Linked DNA regions of Mus musculus: region 2 is linked to region 1. A link is a contact called in public HiChIP or PLAC-seq data. All regions are on one chromosome and are shown on one strand. Each heading gives the region's core, a stretch centred on a gene start, on an enhancer-like site or on the middle of the called end of the contact. The rest is flanking DNA. Distances are from core to core; before and after follow the strand shown. Region 1 overlaps Rsbn1l (round spermatid basic protein 1-like). Region 2 overlaps Gm42222 (a long non-coding RNA gene).

Region 1 (3,344 bases), core at 234-2,733:
ACATCCTCTTTGTTTCTTGTTTCCATGTTAAACTGTATTCTGTTACTGTTTATACATGGGGAAGAGTAGGAAGAATTTTGTTGTAGAATGTTGGGCAGTAACATCATAAATCATATAAAAACAATTTATGTTACAATAGAAATAAAAACAATCTCAGATTTACTTAGGAATGTCTGAATCAGTGATGTTCTCATTAGGCAGCTGGGAAGCCATTGGCTGGCCTGTTAAATTAGATGGTTAATCTAATCAATCAACCCTTTGACTTGGATTTATTTCAGTAAATTTGGGTGTGGATAAACATTTATGTTCACAAGGGGAAAAACCCTGCAATATCGGATATGAAACATAGCAACTAGTTTACGTTACTTATGGTATACGTGAACTCTCCATCTTTATTTCATTGTTTGTCACATTTATAAATATTTTTTGTTTCTTTACATAATAAACTTTTGTACAAGTCAGAATTTTACACTCAGAGATTTGTTTATTTTAGTATGTTGCCTGAGTATATACTGTGTATATGTAGTGCCTTCAGAAATCAGAAGAGGGTGTCTGTCAGATGAGTTTATAGGTGGCTGTGAGCCAATCAGTGTGGGTGCTGGAAACTGAACGTAGGTCCTTTGGAAGAGCAGCAGATGTTTTAACCACTGAGCCAATTCTGCATACTTAGAGTTTTCTTTTCTATAACGTTCTTTACACCTTAAAAGAAATATATCACCTATTAGTAGATGACTTCTTGGTTGATGTTCTCAATCCTTTTGTTTCTTTTGCCCCTGTGGTCTTGTAACTTTTATTTATTTTAAAAATTTTATTTATTTAAGGTTTTTTTGCTTTTTGTTTTTTAAATTGAGACAGGCTCTCATTATGTAGTCTTGGCTGACCATGAGCTCTTTTAGCCTAGGCTGGTCTACAAATCATGTAGAACGCCTTCCTCTGCCCCTAGAGTGCTAGGATTTAAGGACATGTGCCTCCATGCCTGGCTGCTGTTTTCTTTATTCATTTTTTTTTCAAAAAAAATTGTTCTAATTTATTCTGTGTGTTTGAGTGTTTCGGTTTCATGTATGTATGTATACTGTGCCTGTGCCTAGTGCTGGTAGAGATCAGAACAAAGTGTGTGATCCCATGTAACTGGAGTGACAGGAAGCTGTGAACTGCCATGTGGGTGCTGGGCTCTGAGCTCAGGTCTTCTGAGCTGAGGTGTGTGTGCACCATCACACCCTGTATGTACAGTAGCCGGGATTGAAGTCGGCAGGTATTCCCACCTGTGCTTCCACTGTGCTTCAGGTTACACTGTAAGCCTCTGAGGCAGGCAGGCAGGCAGGCAGGCAGGCAGGCAGGCAGGCAGGCAGGCAGGCAGGCAGGCAGGCAGGCAGGCAGGCAGGCAGGCAGGCAGGCAGGCAGGCAGGCAGGCAGGACTTGAGAGCTGCAGCTAGCCTTTAAGCAGCTGTGACTCATGCTCCCTCCGTGGGTTTACTCAGCTGACCCTGCCGGCTTAGTCTATTAGTTGTCTTGTCTTTATTTGTGTGTGCAGTGACACATAGTTATGCTATTAGAGGAAAAAGTCTGTGGCCTCAGGATACTTAAGCTATATGTTCTGACACGTAGATTTCTAGAGAGTGTATACATGAAAATATCCTACTGAACTGAAGGTTTTCTAGGAATATATAATATTAACTGGGACTTTGAAGTAGATGGAAAAATTAGACATTTTGAACTGTAAGGGTGAAAGATGAAGACAGAGAGTGAGGTAGGCTTAGAAACTGTAACCTTGGGGACTAGAGAAATGGCTCAGCAGTTAAGACTGCTCTTCCGAAGGTCCTGAGTTCAAATCTCAGCACCATATGATGGCTCACAGCCATCTGTAATGAGATCTGACACCCTTTTCCAGAATGTCTGAAGACAGCTACAGTGTACTTAGATATAATAATAAATAAATCTTAAAAACAAAAAAAGAAATTGTAACCTTTAAATGGCTAGGGCATTTGAAGGAAACATTTCTGTAGTGGAGATAAGTAATGATTTATACCGCTTTATGTTGCTGGGAAGATTATGTAAGTAAAAGTGAGGAGTGTATAATCACTCAGGAGGGAGATATGAAACTTTCATTTAAAAGAATAATTTTGGGTTTAAAAAGCAATAAAGTCAAAACTATCCTTCCTCCTCAGTGTATAGTATATAGGTAACTATACAAGTAAAAACATGCTTCATTTGGAAAAGGGACTCTGCCTTTGTAAGTACTGTGTCGGCTTTTATTATCCAGCAAAAGCACTCTCTGTTGACCTCTGTGTGGATGTGGCCAGGGGGTGGAGTCAGGTATTGCTGTGGTGGAGCAGAAAACTGCTCAGCTTGTTAGGGGTGGTACTCGCCTACTACTCTGTATGCAGAGTGGTTTTTCCTTTTTTTTCTTTTTTTTTAGTGTCCATCTTTTCTTCTCTCCTTATAGGTTTCTTCTTTAATGTTACACGTTGTAACAAACATTTGAAAATAGAAACCTTCCTAAATCTTTTCTACCTGAATCTCATTTCCTTTGGGTTTTCCTTAAAACTTTTACTGTGCTGGGTTTAGAGAGATGGCTCAAAAGTAGCACTTGCTGTTCTTTTAGAGGGTTCTAATAACTGTTTCCAGCATGATTAATCACAACTGTCTGTAACTCTAGTCCCAGGGGATCCAAATGCCTTCTTCTGACTTCCTTGGTAACCAAGCATGCATGTGTGCACATAATATAGATGTTGGCAGAATACTCATTTATATATATATGAAATCAATAAATCTTAAAAAAGTAGACTTATGGGCTGGAGAAATGGCTCAGTGGTTAAGAACACCGACTGCTTTTCTGAAGGTCCTGAGTTCAAATCCCAGCAACCACATGTTGGCTCACAACCATCCTTAATGACATCTGACACCCTCTTCTGGTGTGTCTAAAGACAGCTACAGTGTACTTACATATAATAATAAATAAATCTTTAAAAAAAAAGTAGACTTATTAGTGACTGTGTGTGTGTGTTTGTGTGTGTGTGTGAGAGAGAGAGAGAGAGAGAGAGAGAGAGAGAGTATGTTTGTGTGTGTGAGTGTGTGTGTATTGAACCTGAGCATGGTGGCAAGCTGCCATGGACAAGATAGGGAGTTTTAGGGTATCCTGGCCTACATAGCAAGACTCTGATTTTAAAAAAGAAAGAAAATGTGTAAAAAATTGTATTAAGTTTTATATGACTCCACATACATATGTGTGTATATTATACATAATTACAAGTGGGAATTGATGTGAGAAAATTTTAATAGAAACATTTCATCGTTTTACAGAGTGGGTTACTTGTTCTTGGTAGTTTAAAGGAACAGATGCATTA
Region 2 (3,344 bases), core at 221-2,720, 220 kb before region 1:
TTCTAGGGATCAGATTCCTGTCTCCACCACTTTACCAATTAAGCTACCTCCCAGCCCCTAAAATTGTATTTTTAAATCTTTAAAGAATTTCAAAATTTAAAAGAAAAAATATCTATCATTTTTCACCACACACACACATACACATACCACTTAAATGTTCAATGTTAATAACTCAGGGAAACAGAATGCCCATATATATTGCTGTGTATAAAAACAAAATTGGGATTGCCTTTCTAGAAGGTAGTTAAATTTCCCTTTGACCAAATGTACTGGCCGATTTTGTGTGTGGACTTGACACAGGCTGGAGTTATCACAGAGAAAGGAGCTTCAGTTGAGGAAATGCCTCCATGAGATCCAGCTGTGGAGCATTTTCTCAATTAGTGATTAAGCGGGGAGGGCCCCTTGTGGGTGGGACCATCTCTGGGCTGGTAGTCTTGGTTCTATAAGAGAGCGGGCTGAGCAAGCCAGAGGAAGCAAGCCAGTAAAGAACATCCCTCCAGGGCCTCTGCATCAGCTCCTGCTTCCTGACCTGCTTGAGTTCCAGTCCTGACTTCCTTTGATGATCAACAGCAATGTAGAAGGTGTAAGCTGAATAAACCCTTTCCTACCCAACTGCTTCTTGGTCATGATGTTTGCACAGGAATAGAAACCCTGACTAAGACACCAAACATCCCACCCACTTTTGGGCCTTCAGTGTAAGGAAGTAAGTCATGGATGTTAGGACTCAGTATAAAAGGGAACAGATAAGAATGAAGCATCATGACACATGGGTGAGACTGGCATGATGAAGCCATGACTTCATATGCTAGCCTAAAACTTAAAATGTTTATGCACTAGGATATCCTTAGTGTTTAACAATAGGGAGTCGGTTGGGTAGACCATGAATCACCCTTTGAACACTATACAACTTACCTGAATATTTAACAACACAGAAATGCTCATTAAATTTTGTCACATGAAAAAAGAAGTTATAAAAGAATATGTAGACCAATCAACACTCCTAAGAATGAGGCCAGAGTGGAGGGGTTTGAGCTTCAGAGGCACCACTGACAACTGTGTAGCCTTGGTTGGATAACCTAGTCTTCCCATAGCTCAGTTTGATCATCCATAAAATGGGGCTAATACCAGTCTCTGTTTCACAGGGTTGTTGTAAAAATGACAAGCTAAATCACAGACAGCATTCAGACAAGCACAAGCCACATGGAAAGGATTATTGTAAGAGCACACTATTGTTGACAGCTTAGTTTCTGTTGCCAATAAATTAAGTTGACTTTTAAGCTAATTCAAGAAGCAGAGGTGGGAAGGAGAATCATCCAGGCAAGAGTCACACCCTTGCATTCCACAGGGCTGCTCCCATGAAGTCACCAGCCCAGCTGCCAAAGGCTGACCCCGTGGCTCACACTGCGAAGTCCTTGGATGCAGGACATTGCATACTGCCTCAGAACAGCTGTCTTTCTCTCAACTGGAAACCGGATGCAGCTGCCATAGCTGCTGCCCAGGCCACAGTGGACTCTGCGTCATCCGTCATCCCTGCTGCTCTGAGTCAACAGCTCAGGAATCAAAGTCCAGAGAGGATGCATCTGCTCGGCTGTACCAAGTCCTTAGCCCCCCTCGTAGGAGCAGTCACGTAAAAACAGCATCACATAGTGAAAAAGGTACGGAAGTCCAGCAAACTCAGGGAGCAAGTCTGCAAACTGAACAACAATAACAAAAAAGATATAAAGAATCCCTTCATGGTTTAAAAATATAATCATAACTTGGACAGAGAAAGAAAACCAAAAGGCTATATATGCATCACAATGTTAATAATCAATCTGAGTTAATCATGACGACTGATTTGACTTTTTATTTTTTATTATTATTGTATATGTGTGCACATGTATGTATGATGTGTGTTTGTGAGTGTAGGCTCACCTATACTACAGCAGGTCTGGGAACTGAACCCATGTTCTTGGGAATGTTTACCCACTGACCCATATTTTAAATTCTTTTTGTGACTAGTTGAATTTTCTATGACCTAGAAAAGGTCTTTTCTTTAAAAATAAATAAATAAATAAATAAATAAATAAATAAACCTGGACAATGTCAGGTCTGTATTCTGAAACAGAATTGACTCTTTAGCGGTGAAACAGAAGACTAGACTCAGATGAGCACTGCTAGCCCAGAACAGGCCCAGTGGACCAGCACCACCAGCTGATTCACAGTGTGCTAAAATACGGGATCTCAGAGGAAAAAAGGAAGGTGACTTCTCTAGGAGACTAAGAAACAGACTTGACAGTGTGAAGACGCATTATGTAACATTTCATGACTATAAGCCTTGAAATGCTTCCAGACTTAGAAGAAGGCAAGATCATTAGCAGAAATAGATAGCTGGAACAGGATCCAGTTTTAAGGGGGAAAAAAGATAAATCTGGCTTTAAGCAATGAGGTTTAAGATCTTGAAAGGTGGCTCAGCCCAGAAAAACAAAACTTAGACCAACAATAAATGTCAATGCTGGACTTGTAAGTTGGAGAGAAATCCAAGGCCACGAAATAATGGGAGCCATAAAAGTAGACGAGATTGTGCACAGACGAAGATGAGCCAAGACAGGAAACCGAAGCAGGATGCCCCGTCGTAACACCTGTGTGGAGACTGGGGAGGAAGAGAAGCCAGAGACTCGGCAGAGCAAACGCTTGAGGAAAGAGAAAAAAAGGATATTCGTTTTACATTAAAACAACAGTCCTCATCAGCAGACAATTCAAAAGTTTCCGAATTTTTCCTGTAATGTTTTGATGAACAATTTGCTGTTTGTGAAGAGTTGCAAATGCACAAGGGCCACAGCTTATCTATGTTTTATTCATTCATTCATTCATTCATTCATTCAACAAACATTGCCTTAGCACTTACTTTGAGACAAGTACTCTCTTGTGTGTTGAGGGTGGAACAGTCAAAAGCTCTTGCCCTCCTGGGAACTACATTCCATATTCTAGAGGGGAGGCGTATGGTAGGTAAGTATGTTAGATGGTGGCGAATATCGGAGCCCAGGTAAGGATGGGTGAGCGCTAAAGGTCGCAGCAGGAAGGCTCACCGAGATGATCAGATCCAAAAAAGAGAGGAAGCCACTCTTGCAGAGAGATTAGGAAAGAACACCCCACGACAAGACCCTGAGATGGTGGGGGTCCTGCCATGCTTAGGAAGGCTGGGGTGGCTCCCCAGGGGAGGAGGGGACGCAGCTGAGAAGGAAAGGTCCTCAGAGGATTTTGAGTAAGTGATGTTTTCTAACTTGAACTCTAATGCCATGAGTGCTACTGTTCAGAACGTTCTAAGGTGCAGCATAACGACATAAGCCTTTACATCTAAGCAC

The links. HiChIP or PLAC-seq counts read pairs in DNA pulled down with a chosen protein or histone mark.
Region 2: a contact with region 1 is called in a FOXA1 HiChIP or PLAC-seq map of pancreatic cancer cells. The contact joins two enhancer-like sites. A contact is called at or near these places in 1 of 15 datasets of contacts at CTCF or cohesin (large pre-B cells), 19 of 484 Hi-C or Micro-C datasets (the AML12 cell line, B cells, CD4 T cells and 14 more), 2 of 115 datasets of contacts at active chromatin or transcription factors (heart atrium and pancreatic cancer cells) and 2 of 9 other capture datasets (adipose tissue and pancreatic islet).

The regions. Positions count from the first base shown.
Region 1 is chr5:20,923,775-20,927,118 of GRCm38.p6, reverse strand. The region is part of intron 2 of Rsbn1l (round spermatid basic protein 1-like); the gene reads left to right. Among named protein-coding and RNA genes, the nearest start is that of A630072M18Rik, 26 kb to the left of the region's middle. Within about 2 kb of position 1,483, at least 20 of the 459 cell types and tissues checked have an H3K27ac peak or open chromatin away from gene starts, as enhancers often do. A contact at or near this core is called in pancreatic cancer cells, where this site is marked.
Region 2 is chr5:21,142,812-21,146,155 of GRCm38.p6, reverse strand. It overlaps Gm42222 (a long non-coding RNA gene), which reads right to left. Exons shown (of 3, transcript XR_880865.1): 3 at 1,195-1,694. Among named protein-coding and RNA genes, the nearest start is that of Gm42222, 6.4 kb to the right of the region's middle. Within about 2 kb of position 1,470, at least 113 of the 459 cell types and tissues checked have an H3K27ac peak or open chromatin away from gene starts, as enhancers often do. A contact at or near this core is called in pancreatic cancer cells, where this site is marked.